2 separate regions of the Macaca mulatta genome follow, and region 1 is linked to region 2. Evidence: chromatin contacts called from public Hi-C data. All regions are on one chromosome and are shown on one strand. Each heading gives the region's core, a stretch centred on a gene start, on an enhancer-like site or on the middle of the called end of the contact. The rest is flanking DNA. Distances are from core to core; before and after follow the strand shown. Region 1 overlaps FTO (FTO alpha-ketoglutarate dependent dioxygenase). Region 2 overlaps FTO (FTO alpha-ketoglutarate dependent dioxygenase).

What was found. Hi-C and Micro-C count contacts between places; a contact is called where the count stands out from the background.
Region 1: a contact with region 2 is called in a Hi-C map of fibroblasts, with 3 times the contacts expected there. The contact joins two enhancer-like sites. A contact is called at or near these places in 2 of 14 Hi-C or Micro-C datasets (blood and fibroblasts).

What each region holds. Positions count from the first base shown.
Region 1 is chr20:49,370,858-49,378,704 of T2T-MMU8v2.0, forward strand. It overlaps FTO (FTO alpha-ketoglutarate dependent dioxygenase), which reads left to right. Exons shown (of 10, transcript XM_015126148.3): 7 at 1,829-1,948. Among named protein-coding and RNA genes, the nearest start is that of FTO, 190 kb to the left of the region's middle. Within about 2 kb of position 5,509, at least 3 of the 40 cell types and tissues checked have an H3K27ac peak or open chromatin away from gene starts, as enhancers often do.
Region 2 is chr20:49,249,986-49,256,882 of T2T-MMU8v2.0, forward strand. All of the region lies in intron 1 of FTO (FTO alpha-ketoglutarate dependent dioxygenase), which reads left to right. Among named protein-coding and RNA genes, the nearest start is that of FTO, 71 kb to the left of the region's middle. Within about 2 kb of position 5,461, at least 2 of the 40 cell types and tissues checked have an H3K27ac peak or open chromatin away from gene starts, as enhancers often do.

The sequences.
Region 1 (7,847 bases), core at 4,259-6,758, 120 kb after region 2:
TTGTCTTTTCGTCTTGCAGTTACCCCCTGTGTTGGCTCCATTCTTCCCATTGCTGGCAAAATAGCTGCAGAGTCTTCTTCCTGTAGTTTCTGATAGTCTTGAGACTTCTTCTGATTGGACATATTCCTATTGCTCTCAATCCTAGTTCTGTGACTACAGAATCTAGTGGGCCGATTGGCCTAGACCTGGGTTGCATATTCCACCCCTGGCGTTGGAGTTGGATCCTCTTCAGACCACATGGGCTGTTTGGGGAAGGGGTGGGTGGGATTTGACTGGAATAGGAGGACTGCCAAGGTGGCAAACAGTTGAAGTTTACCGTAGTAGATTCATCGGAAGGAAAGTAAGTTACTTGGGTATTTCTGATCTGAAAATCTGAAATTTGAGGTGCTCCAATATTCAGAGCTTTTTGAGCATAAACATGATGCTCAAAGGAAATGTTTATTGGAGAATTTCAGATTTTGGATTTGAAATGCTTGACCAGTAAGTATATAACACAAATATTCTAAAATCAGAAATCCTTTTGGTCTCAAGCATTTCAGATAAGGGATATTCAACTTGTACTAATATGTTTGCTACTCTTCTTTTTAACCTATTGTCACCTGCCCTGAGTTGACAAGTGACAATTTGAATGGCTTTGTAGGTTTAATGTGTGCCTCCATAATTAGTTTTATATATACAGGTTAAGATTATCACCAGCTCCTCCTGGCCCATGGGTAAGTTAATTTTTTTTTTTTTTTTTTTGAGACGGAGTCTTGCTCTGTCGCCCAGGCTGGAGTGCAGTGGCGCAATCTCGGCTCACTGCAAGCTCCGCCTCCCGGGTTCACGCCATTCTCCTGCCTCAGCCTCCCGGGTAGCTGGGACTACAGGCGCCCGCCCCTGCGCCCGGCTAATTTTTTCTATTTTTAGTAGAGACGGGGTTTCACCATGGTCTCGATCTCCTGACCTTGTGATCCGCCCACCTCGGCCTCCCAAAGTGCTGGGATTACAGGCGTGAGCCACCACGCCCGGCCCATGGGTAAGTTATTTTAATTTATTGCAATTTAAGAAACTTATAATTAATATTTCCTAATATGTATCCATGTTTTGCTTTTAATATCAGCCTTAAATAAAGACATTTAATAAAAACACATTTGGTTTATGTCTTTCCCATCAAACATAGTACAGCCTACTTTATAATTAGGATCTCAGTATTTATTGTTGATTGACTTATAGTTTCCTCACATCTGACTAATAAATGTGTTTGAAAACCCCTCTGTGGCGTGAGCTGGGTTGTGTAAGAGAATTTCAGCTTTTTAATTATTTTATTTTATTTTATTTTATTTTAACACAGAGACTCTTGCTCTGTTGCCCAGGCTGGATGGAATGCAGTGGCACAATTAGAGCTCATCACAGCCTCAAACTCCTAGAGTCAAGGAATCCTCTTGCCTCAGCCTCCCAAGCAGCCAGGACGACCAGCACACACCACTGTGCTTGGCCAATTTATTTTTAATTGTTTTTGTAGAGACAGCATCTTGCAATGTTGCCCAGGCTAGGCTCAAACTCCTGGCCTCAAGCGATCCTCATGCCTCGGCCTGCCAAACTATTGAGATTATAGGCATGAACCAACACGTCTGGCCAGACCTCAGTTTTAAGACTACTCTTTTCTTAGCATTGCAGAAATGCTCTGGAGATGCCAGCTTATATTGGGAACTGGTTAGGCTGACCTTTCTCACCTTTTCTCATCCTATGGCCGTCAAATTACCGGAGGAGAATTAAAAGACGAAGTCATTGTCCTTGATTGTCTATCACAAGGGAATTAAAACCACCATCTTCTCTTTATGGTCCACAGGTCGAGTTTGAGTGGCTGAGGCAGTTTTGGTTTCAAGGCAATCGATACAGAAAGTGCACTGACTGGTGGTGTCAACCCATGGCTCAATTGGAAGCACTGTGGAAGAAGATGGAGGGTGTGGTAAGTCCATGAGGCCTGGGACCGACCGTGTTTTGTGGACTGCTGTGTTATACAAATCCTCCACTGCCTCATTTGCATAGGCAAATGTAGATTTAATTATTCCTAATTATCAAGTTAGGTTCTTCTTGGTAAGGTGATGGGTATAGCCAGGATTTTGTCAGTACAACCTCAATTTAGTTCAATAAGCATTTATATTATTTTCTCCTCATAAGGCATGTGCTGGACATATACTAGGAAGTGGTGATAAGAGGATAACAATTTGAAAATAGTATTTAACATTTATTTGCATTTTTATATGCATCAGGTGCTACTCTGTTTTCCCAGTATTAACTTAAAAAAATTTTACAGCAATGCTAAGAGGTATAGACAGTTTTCCAGGCCTGAATGTATGGCTGTGAAAACTGAGGGACAGGGAAATGAAGGGCCTCCCCCAAGGTCACGGAGTAAGTGGCAAAGCAAGGGGGAACCCCAGGCAGGCTGGCTCCACAGCTTGTACTCTCAACCACTGTGATCCAACAGTTGAACAAGGAGAGGGGCACGAATATCACCAGGTATGACGTTAGCTAAAATGAAATCCGGTAATATATGTTAAATGTTAAAAGAAAATCACAGTTCCAGAGGAGGGAGCATTACATTGAGACCACTTGAGCTGGCTGGGATGGTGGTGAAATGGCAGATGTGGTTTTTGGCGCCCTTGAATGCTGAGGAGTATGATGGGATGGGGGATCTGGGGACGAACTTTAGACTCCAGGAACTGTAAAAGCAAGGCCAGAAGTGAGGAAGTCCGGTGTGACCAGAGCAAGGAGTGCAGATAATGTGGGAGAAATGCAGCTGGAAGGCAGGCTGAAGCCACATGGAGGTCTTGCATTAAGTCTTAATTTAAATAATAGTAATAATAATAGTAGCAAACACTTACATAATACTTATTAAGTACCAGACATTATTCTGTGTGTTTTCTATATAATTTCTTTAACTTTTATGACACCCCATAACATAGGTGTAATGTATTCCCCATTTTTCTTTTTTCTTTTTTTTTTTTTTTGAGACAGTGTCTCGCTCTGTCACCCAGGCTGGAGTGCAGTGGCGCGGTATCGGCTCACTGCAAGCTCCGCCTCCCGGATTCACGCTATTCTCCAGCCTCAGCCTCCTGAGTAGCTGGGACTACAGGCGCCTGCCACCGCACCTGGCTCATTTTTTGTATTTTTAGTAGAGACGGGGTTTCACCGTGGTCTCGATCTCCTGACCTTGTGATCCGCCCGCCTCGGCCTCCCAAAGTGCTGGGATTACAGGCGTGAGCCAGCGTGCCCGGCCCTGTATTCCCCGTTTTTCTAACGAGGAGACCAAAACACAAAGGGTTTATGTAACTTCCTCAAGGTCACCCAGCTAACAGGTGAGGAAGCTGGAATTTGAACTCTAGAAGGCTGCCTCTGGGGTCCTTGCTCTTCACCACCTCACTGTTCTGCCTTCAAACAATCGGATTTGGAATGTAGTAGAAAAGTGGTAAACGCCTGCAAACTCTGGAGATAGTACCTCTGCACAGAATTTGAAATGTGCTGGAAACAATGAACTAATCTGCAAAAATGGATAGCTATTGCTAATCCCTATTTTATTTTTATAAAGCCACTTTATTGGGGTATGATTGCCCTACAAAAAACTGTACTTATTTAATGTGTACAACCTGAGTTTAGAGATACGTGTACATTTGTGAAACCATCACAGCAGTCTATGCCATAAACCTATCCATCACCTCCAAAAGTTTTCTTCTGTCTTATTTATTATAATTATTATTTTTGTTATAAGAATATTTAACATAGGGTCTACCCTAATTCCTACTTTATAATAATGAAAATGTCAAGTCACAACTCTGAAGGCCCCAGTTTAAAAGTCGGGATCAGAATCCAAAAGTCCTTGCTTTCCAGACATCTCAAATCTTTAAATCGTACCTTTTCATGGATATGTGTCTGGGGAAGGAATGTTATAATCCTTTTAATGTATTAATAGTATCACAAAAATTGATTTCTCCAAAGACCTGAATCAATGCAAAACCGAGCATTGTGAAACTGAATTGGAGTTAATGAAAAGTCTGTGCCTAAATCTCCTTGGTCAGTTCTGTTCCTAAACTAAGCCTGTTATGAGTACTCTCCATTTTTATGGGCTTCTTATATAAAGGCAGCTTCAGTTTCAGGGCAACGTTTTTTTTCCTCCTACTGTGTAATTCTGATTTTGTCCATTTACATATGAGTTAGAACCTCTTAACTTGATGAACCTTGGCTCTAAGACATCAGCTTGACTTTGAAGTTGTAATTTGACAACTCTGTGAATTAGAGTTGAAGAGCAAATAAGAAAGGAGCTCTTAATGATTTTTTTTTTTTTTTTTTGAGACGGAGTCTTGCTCTGTCATCCAGCCTGGAGTGCAATGGCACGATCTCAGCTCCCTGCAACCTCCGCCTCCTGGGTTCAAGCAATTCTCCTGCCTCAGCCTCCCGAGTAGCTGGGATTACAGGTGCCCGCCACTGTGCCTGCCTAATTTTTGTATTTTTTAGAAGAGACAGAGTTTCACCATGTTGGCCAGGCTGGTCTCCAACTTCTGACCTCAGGTAATCTGCCCATCTCAGCCTCCTAAAGTGTTGGGATTACAGGCGTGAACCACCGTACTTGGCCCTTGATTTTGTTTTTGTTCAAGAGCCTTTTTTTTTTTTTTTTGTAAAATCTAGCCCAGCAAGGTGGCTTATACCTGTCTTCTCAGCATTTTGGGAGGCCAAATTGGGAGGATTCCTTGAGCCCAGGAGTTTGAGACTAGTGTGGGCAACATAGTGAGACCTCATCTGTACGAAATAAAAAACATTATCCGCCTGTGGTGGTGCGTGCCTATAGTCTGAGCTACTTGGGAGGCTGAGGTGAGAGGATCATTGGAGCCCAGGAGGTCAAGGCTACAGTGAACTGTGATCGCCTTACTGCGCTCTAGCCTGGGTGACAGAGTGAGACCTTGTCTCACGTACACACACACACACACACACACACACACAAAATAAAATATTGGTATTGTGAGCTTACCAGTGTTATTCATTATGAATTCATTTAAGGGATTTAGTTATATCTACGTAAATTGGTGCATAAATAATTTGAAGGTGGTGGCACATTCGTTAAGAGAAAATATCTTTTGTTTTGTCGCTCTTGTATAAAAAATACCAAAAGGAAAAACAATTCTGCGAACTCTCTGGCCCAAGTTTCCCAGCAGTTGGCATGGAATTCCTAAGTGTTCTGAGGGAGATCAGTGGCCTCAGTGTCTCTCCTCAGCATGCCTTGGGATGATCTTTATCAGCAGAGTCAAGATTTAGGCCCAGATAAAAGGGATGTTTCTTCCAAATTAAATGTAAGCATTGCTTCAAGCCTTTTACAAATGACTTCTTACAAATTCAAGTAATTTCTTTTTTTTATTGGAAAAGACAGAACAGAATAATTGTTGGATGGGTCTACGGTTCTGTGGCTGTGTTCGTGCAGTGCCATCTGGTATGTGTATACTCGGGTGGAATTGGCAGTGGCTGGTTAGATTTCCACTTGGTACCAGCCCACCTCATATTTTCTCAGTTGCCAGCAGTAGGGGGCAATGTTGAGCTACCAGATTGAGGCCCCAAGATGTTAGCCTTTCAGGAAAATGCATACAAAAATACCATTAACTGTCAAGAATTATCCCTGTTGCTTCAAGTTAGCTGTAATCTCCAAGATTCCATAACACAGGATATCAGTTGTGGGTTAACAAATTCAACAGCAATTTACCATAAAAAGTACAGTGTTTGGTGCACATTTGGATTGTATAGCATTAGACTAATCCAAATGGAATTTCTGAGTGTCCTCACTTTGCTTCCAGGGACTATCTGACTCAAAATGATGATCATTTTAGACAAATGATTCTTTTTTATCTTTATGCTTTTTTTGAATTGTAAAATCATGTGTGTGTTGTGGAAGGATTTCTTTAATCAGTGCATTTTGTCCTGCAAAATATCATCAATCTCTTTTGCTGAGAAAATAAAATAAAAAACCTCAGGGAATATGTACATTACTTTTCCCCTTTTGCTTATGAGTAAAGCAACCTTTATCGGCCCTTGTACGAGGGAAGAGACTTGCGCTGTGATTTCTGTCTTTGTGTTCTTTTTTCACTTTGTGGTTGGAAGGTGTAGTCTCAGGAAGGATATAGAAGAATGGAAAATGAGCTTTGAAATCGCTTTTCTTCCATTAATGGTAATTGCTTCACATGTCATAACCAGTCACATATTTCAAAAAGTTTAGTCAGCTGTCTCTAAAACTCCCCCATCCTCCACTTCCCATTTCCTGTCCCAGCAAACACCATTTTTATCACACTGTTTATTCTTGCCATTTTTCTCCCGGCGGATAGTTTTACCCCGTCCATGCTCTTGTGATGTAAATGTTAAACCTTATATTTGAATGACATTCTGATAAAATATCACATTTTCCCTGAATATTACCTCATGAATGTATGAGCCATTAAGCCCAAAGCAACATAACCCTTTCTTATAACCCAGGAATTTAGTCTGGCCTTTCCCCTCCTCTTTGCTCCCTATTGAGGATGGCATTATAACACTATAATACTATTCAAATATTTGTTTTTTATTTTAATTTTTTAAAAACCCGATGCACTTCCTTCCCGCCACCGCCCCCGCCATCCAAGATGATTGTGTTATGAGAAGACTCTTCAGGATAAGAGAGAGTTACCATTTGAAAGAAACTGTGCAACTGCTTTGCTTTCTGGGTAAAGAGAAATATGAAAAGCTAAAGTCTCCTGTGAGGTGAGGAAGTCTTGCTGTAGCCAGAGATTCAACGGATAGGCCATTTGTCTCTCAGGGTCTGGTATCGCTCTTTGCAAAACTGACATTTATTTTACCTATAAAAATGTTTTAACACTATCAAATTCACAATGATACAGAAAAGAATGCTAGGTGCGAAATCCTCTAAATTGGTGACATTTATTCCTTTCCTATTGACCTTAAAAAAAAAAAAAAAGGTCAATTTGGTATAATCCAGTGGAAATATTTGACAATCGTTTTCAGAGTAAACATTTTCAAAAGTATTGATGATTTCTATACTGGAGAGAAATTCTTCTGGCTGTTTTCCTTGGTTTTTTTCTTTTAGAAGAAAAAGTAGATCCTGATGGTTTTGAATGTTTTTAATTGCATTTCCTGTTCTGACAATTCCTTGTGCTGTTATAGCAATGCATTTAAATGGCAGTTGGCCTTAATAACCTTTATTGACTTTAGTGGGTAGGAGCCAAGACTGGATTATTTTAATGTATCCGTTTTGAAACAGTGTAAAACACAACATATAATTATGTTAGGTAAGCTATAGGCTACATTTATTTCTATCCATTTATGTTAAAATTTGGCACAGGAGAGCAGAGAGATGTGGAAAATGAGTAGGTGTTTTATTTAATAATGTAACCAGTTTCTTGTTGTTAAAGTTTTAAGAGAGAAATGTACTTAAGAAGGTAAAGGTTGTCCCTGACAAGTTAGTTATAATAGTTTAACTTTAAGATGAGTCATGCCTTTTCCCCTGCTATTTTGGCCTGTGTAAATCATCTGGGAAGGCCCTTGCCAGGAGCCTGCCCGTGGCTGTGTGGATGAGTCTTCCTCAGCGTAGGTTACACTTCATGTAGGTTACACAGTCATAGGGAATGATTGAGCCGAGCAGTAGTTTGTTTATTTTTGGAGAGATTAATGAAGCTCTCATCAGAGTGCTTTAGAATAAATTCTTTAAAACTGAATATAGGAACAAGGTTGCTTTTCCATTTACTGAAATATTTACTGAGTATACTGGTATTTGCTATTGTATTATAGTTCAATTAGCTAAGTTTATTTTAAACTTCCTTCTAGGATTGAAAATTTTT
Region 2 (6,897 bases), core at 4,211-6,710:
GGTCTTCCTTCTGAGTCATTTTTGGCTTCTTGGATGATAGATTTCTTAAATTCTTCTATTCTCCTAACTCAAGGCATTTCTGAATAGGTGTTTGCGAGCTGTTGTTTGAAAAACCACTTATCGTGATGGATTTTTGTTCTTCTCTTTTTTGCTCTCTTATACACTTTGCTGTTGTCCTGCCAATTGGAATTTGATTTGTTAATTACAAAAGCAAACGGTCCAGGATAGCTCTAAAGGGACTCTGCTAAAGGTTGGGGCTATGATAGAGGCTTTCTTGAAAGGGATTGGCAATTAAGAAATACAGCAACTGCTTGTGATGATTAAACATTTCAAGCATCTCTGAAGGTAGAATGTGGGGAACCTCCAGAGAAGGAGGGGAATAGAGAGGGAACTAATATTTATTGTTACTCCTACAGTCATCTCCATCTCAGTACAGGACATCTTCATCCTTCCAGTTGTTCAGACCAAAAATTCTGGAAACATCCTTGACTCCATCTTTCTCATTCCACTTTCACCCATCAGCAAATTCTGTTACATCTGTCTTCAGAATATATTCAGCCACTTCTTACAACCTCTCCTTCTGCCATCCTTCTCCAAGCCACTAGCATCACTCTCCTGGATCATTGCAATTTCTTCCTATCTAGTCTCCTTGCTTCTTTCCTTGTCTTTCTCTACATAGCAACCAAAGTTTAGTCTTCAAAACAAAACAAAACAAAAGATCATTTCTCTTTTCTGTTCAAACTCTTTTATGTTTCCTCAAAATGTTGTACGTAGATAGAGTTACCATATAATCCGGCAATTCCACTCCTAGTTACCCAAGAGAAATGAAAATGTATGTCCACACAAAATCTGTACATGAATGTTCACAGCAGCATTATTCATGACAGCCAAAAGTGGAAACAACCCAAATGCCCATCAATGATGAATGTACAACTAAAATGTGGCATAACCATACAATGGAATATTATTTGGCAATAAAAAGAATGAAGTACTGGTACCATGCCATAAAGTGGATGAACTTTGAAGCCATATGCTCTGTAAAAGAAGCCAGTGACAAAAGGCCACATATTACATGATTCCATGTACAGAATAGACGAATCCATAGAGACTGGAAATAGATTAGTGATTGCCAGGAGCTGGGGAGAGAGGAATGGGGAGTGACGGCTAATGGATACAGGGTTTCTTTTGCGGTAGTGAAAATGTTCTGAAATTAAGTAGTGGTGACGATTGCGTAACCCTATGAATATACTTTCTGGCTTGTGTACTTTTTTGAAGGGGAAACTTGTGTGGTATGTTAACGATATCTCAATAAAGCTGCTATTACAACAAAAACAACTTCTTTGGCTTTCTTTCTGATCTTTTCCCTGAATCGTTTCTGACCTCTTCTTCTAATATTCTTCTCTTTCTCTTTAACCCATCCAGACTGGCCCCTATTTTGTTCCTCTCATAGGGCAAGTGCTTCCTGCCACGGGGCTTTGTATTTTCTCTTCTCTCTTTTTGTAGAATTTTCTTCCCCCAGGTATCTGCATGGCTGGTTCACTTGCTGCTTTTAGATCTCTATTTAAACATCCTATTCTCAGGAGACTTTCTCTGATTACCCAAAAATAGCACTCCCTACCTCATGGCCTGCTGGCATTCTCTGTTTCTTTCATCCTGTTTTATTTTTCTCTGTATCATCAACATGTGATACACTGTTTTCTTGTTTGTTTTTTGTCTGTCTTCCTCCATTAAAATGTAAACTCCGTGAGGTGGTAACTTGGCTTTGTTCGTGACTGTATCTGCAGTGATACATACCACACCTCTTTTCACTAGACCATTAGCATGAGGAAGACATGGATTTCCTTGGCACTGGTGTTGAATTGGGACTAACTGTATTTGCAGGAGGAATATTCAGTGTGTCTATTAGATGCTACATTAGAAATCATCAGCTTGGAAGCAGTCTCCATGGGAAAAGTAATTTTGGTTCAAAAGGTAGACTGGAAGTACTCAGGTTACATGGTCTTTTATTGTCATATAAATCTTGGTACAGAGTTCCTACTTTTTAAATCATTAGCATTATGCTAATATATAAAGTTTGCTACTTTTCATGTTTGTCTTACAGATTCAAAGCCTTTAGTTCTTTTCAGTCTAATTTACCACCTGTCTACTCTCTCCTTTTCTCCCTTGGAATGTTCTTAAGGTTTAATTTTGAAGGCGCTTTCTGTCAGACGATTATTGGTAAAGTAAATGTATTTCTGGGAAGCAGCTGATTAGTTGATTTTTTTTTTTTTTTTTTTTGAGGAGTTCGTATTGAGATATACCTATTTTGTGGTTATTTAGAAAGGCCAAGGTAGGGGGAAAAAGAAAAGAATAAAATATATGTATGCTTTAAAAAAAAGCAAGCATTTAGTTTGGGGAGCTCTCAAAATGTGATTTCTTCTGCTCCTGTTTTCCTGCTTCCAAGCATAGGTGGAAGATACTGTCAGTTTCTCTGAACTCCTAAGTTGAAATGTGCAAGTCGCTAGGTGGCGCTGAAGCATCATTCTCCGCACAGCCTCGCCGTAGAACACTTTTGTTATCTTGCTCCAGCTGACTGGATTTCTAGGTGTCAGGGAAATTGTTTTATTGGTACAGGGCATAGTGTAATATATTCCTCTCCACCCTAGGCAGCTATTTAATGCCCTGAAACATGCACCTCTTGTGGCCATGGCCTGTTAACTATGCTTATTTGGTGTAATAATTAGCAGAATTTCTCACTAACAGGGGTACTTACCAACGCCTCACATCTTCACTGTGTTTTTGTACGTGATGGATTGTACATTCTGTGGAGAAAGTTGGGAAGGTCAAAGCTTAACCTCTGCCTAACAGGACTAGTTTTTGCAGTTTTGTTCAGAATGGGTTTATATTAACTGGCTTTTGAGCTTCTTCAGCCCAGAATTGTGTATAACGTAAACATATTTGAGCTTTTATGTAAGGACCTAGTGAAGGTTTGTAAACACAACACTGTTAATTTTCCAACTCATAGAATGACAGAAAAATAAATAAAAAGCCGCTGGAATAATTGGACGACACTTGTTACTCAGAACTGTGAGTGTTGGAAGCGTGTCAGAGGAACAGTGGGCCTGCCACAAGCACCACATTTTAGGTTAAAATCGGAGAAGAAAATTGCACATGGAATTTTAATTTTTTCCATGGTCGTAAGTTCGGCCCCATTTAATTCTTTGTGGTTTTTACAAGCCCTCTTAGGCTCCTAATATTTCTATAGCAACAATTTTAACGTTTATTTTAGAACGTGGTCAGAATTAACCGACAGAAGACCAAACAGGAGAAAATAGGTTTAAAGCAGGAAATACTTTAGCCGGGCCACTAACTTACCCTCTATGACCTTAGACAAACTGTTTGCCTTCTCTGTGCTTTGAATCTCTTATTTCTTAAAATGGAGATTATAATACCCACCCCTTTGTGTCTCCTACATCAGGTAAAAGTGAAACAATAACTCCTCAATATACCTTTGCTTATATTCAAAGCTCCAGGTAAATGTAAAATGTTGCTATAATTACCTAAAAAAAGCTAAGAGGATTTTTCTTTGTTGATTCCAAGGTGAGTTGTAGAAATTCCAGAGGATAGATTAACGTAGTTGGAGGGCTCAGACTTCTACATCTGTGTAGATAGTACCTATTTTCATACACTGTGGCCTGGCTCTGTTTCTGGCCTGGCCCTGTTTCCAAGGTTTAAGTTCCATTCTTTTAACTGTGTATCAACTATTTTCACTTGGTTATTCTGCTTTTACTTAAGCCCTTTATATATGGCTGGATTTAGTTTTAGGAAACAGAAACTATGTGAGATAGGAAAATAGGTTCATATAAAGTCATTAGGAGGACCAGAGAAATGGGCTGAAGGTGGAGCCTCCAGAGATGGGCTTCTGAAACAATATCACAGACTGGCTTGCCAGGGTAGCCGCTCATCCATCACACTCGGGAAGGGCTAAGAATCAGGAGTCATTCCTAGAACTGTTGATTTGTAAGAACACACAACCATAGTTGTAGTTGGGATCAGGAAGGTACCACCATTAAAACTGGCATTTGAGAACTACAAAGTGAATGGCCAGATTCTGGAATGTTACTGCCTCATGACTATGTTGCCTGCGAAAAAAGTTGAAACAGTCAAGGTGATGGCCTCCATTTTATTTTTGACTTCTGATTCTCACATGCCGCCATTAAATTGATGAAACTTATTTCTCATCCAGAACTCCTAGCTGCAAAAAGGTCTGAGAAATATAGTGTTTACCTTTCATCCTCTGCTCTACAGGAAGGCACAATAAGAGGAGATTGGAAGGGTGCTGAGTACCACCTTATCTACCTCTTCCCCCAGCATGTTTAAAATAAAATATCTTTACCTCCGACTCGTATTGCATTTTCTGTCCAGCACAGCAGCTAGTTTATTGGACCCTCAGTAGATGTGTTAATGACATTGACTTCCTTATTTCTTTGTATGGCCCCACCTTTCCTAGTCATGTGTTTTGGTACCATATTAGATTTCAGATCCACCTACCTATCTGTAACTCTTGATTCCTATTCATTTCCATTGCTGTCTTCTTGTTCAGGTCCAGCTCCTCTCTGCCTGGGCTTTTGCAGTGGTCTCTTTATCTGGCCTTTGGTTTCTTTCACTGTAACCATATTATAAGTAGATTGGTGTTTAAAAATCAGAACAACAAATAACAAACATGCTTCCATTGTGCTCCCTGTCCTTCTCAAAAGCTTTTTGAGGCTCCTCATTACATGCAGGATAGAATCCAGACTCCTTAGCTTGACTTTCAGGACCTACCATAATCAGGGTGCAATCTATCATTCCAGCCTTATCTTCCATTTTCCCCCTGCTGGAACTGAATTTTAGCCAAAAGGTCTAATCACTGATGTCTGAGTGTCTTGTCCTTTACTAACTTTTCAGCTCTGCTATCCTTTTGCCTGCTTTTAATAGTCTGTTTTCTTTTCTCATTTATTTATTCCTTTGATCGCTTAGGCACAGTTTTTTTCTCCTTCTTCATACTTACAGCATGGTTTACTAAGGCGTTTTAATTTTATTACCTGTATTGTTAGTTTTCTTTTTATGACTGTATACCTTCCACTCCTTTTTATGTAGACAATGTAAATATTTGTTGTGGATTGATTTGTTGATTTTTCATGGTTTAGACATCTACTTGCATGGGAAAAAGGGGATGGTGGAGGGTCAGTCTGGGGGCTGAAGCGGTACTCTAGCTGTGTGATTTTGTCCTTTTGATTACCATTGAAAGGACAAATTAACTATTTGCTTTGAGCAAACTAATGCTGAGTTTTGTGGATTTAGTGTTTGAAAAGGGCCCTGGGAAGGAAAACCCTGGAGTTGAGCTCCTTATCCCCGTTTGCCAGGCTGGATGAGCTCCATGTCCATACCCCTGCATTGCAGTTTGCTGAAGTGTGGGTTGTGAAATAGCAATGGAATTTGTCTGTGGTTTCTCGCCAGCGAGGAGGAGGAAGAAGGATTCTGAGTAAATCAGACATGCAAATTAGTAAGGCCCATGGGCCTTAAGCGAATTACACAATAAAGCCCAAAGAAATTCACTTTGGCTTCTTTCTGCTTTTTGTGTGTGTGAGAAGGCAGCTATTATGTATTTGCTTTAGGCCAGAAGTTCACAAATTTTTTGGCTTCAGGACCCTTTTTTACTCCTAAAAATTATTGAGGACCCAAAAATCTTTTGTTTATATGGGTTATACCTATCAATATTTACTGTACTAGGAACTAAAAAGCCTTTATTGATTTAAAAATAGCAACACCCTTTCATTACAAGTTAATGTAATGTTTTTTATGAAAAATAACTCTTTTCCACTGTAAAAAATTAGCAAGAAGTGTGCCATTGTTTTACTTTTCTGCAGATCTCTTTCCTGTCTAGCTTGATGCTTGATTCTTACACTTTTTTGTTTAGTCGCTGTAATACGTTGTTTTGGTTGAACTATATGAACAAAATCTGGCCTCACACAGACAGTAATGGAAAAAGGGAGTATTTTAATTGCTTCTTCAGCTATTAAATGTTGATATTTTTCTTTGATATTATTCCCAAACTTGTCAAGTGATAGCTTCTATTTTAAAACATTTTTGTTTTTAATTGACAATAATTATCTATATTTATGGGGCATGTTGTGATGTTCCATGCACACATTGTGGCGTGATTAAATCAAGCTAATTAACATACCTATTGCCACACATACTTATTATTTCTTTGTGGTGAGAATACTTAAAACCTACTATTTTAGCAAATTTGAAATATACATTACTGTAAACTAGTCAGCATGCTGTGCAACAGACCACTAGAACTTAGGTGTCCTGTCAAACTGAATTTTTTACCCTTTGACTAACATCTCCCCTTTCTCCGGTCTATCCCACCAACCTCTGACAATTACTGTTCTACTCTCTACTTCTATGGGTTTGACTTTTTTAGATTGCATATTTTAGGGAGATCTGTACCTGGCTTATTTCACTTAGCATAATGCCCTCTAGATTCAAGATTCATCCATGCTGTCACAGATGACAGAATTTCCTTTTGTAAGGCTGAATATTATTCCATTTTCTTTAGACAAGTGATAATTTCTTAAAGGTTACTTGCAGGGTGGAATCTCAAGCTATCTTAATTAACGTTTCCTACTTTGTTATATTAAAATCTGTTTATCTCTTTTGCACTTCGAATGCATCTTTTACATTCAAATGATTTTGTAACATTACGTTTTGATCATTTGGAAAATTATCATGTCACTGAGTTATACAGATCTTCCAAATGTTGATGCATTTCATTATATAATGTAAAAAAAGGTTACACTCATCAGTATCACCACTGATCTTATGGTACAAGTCTTTAAGTATTGGGAAGCCCCAAGCTCAAGGTAGCAA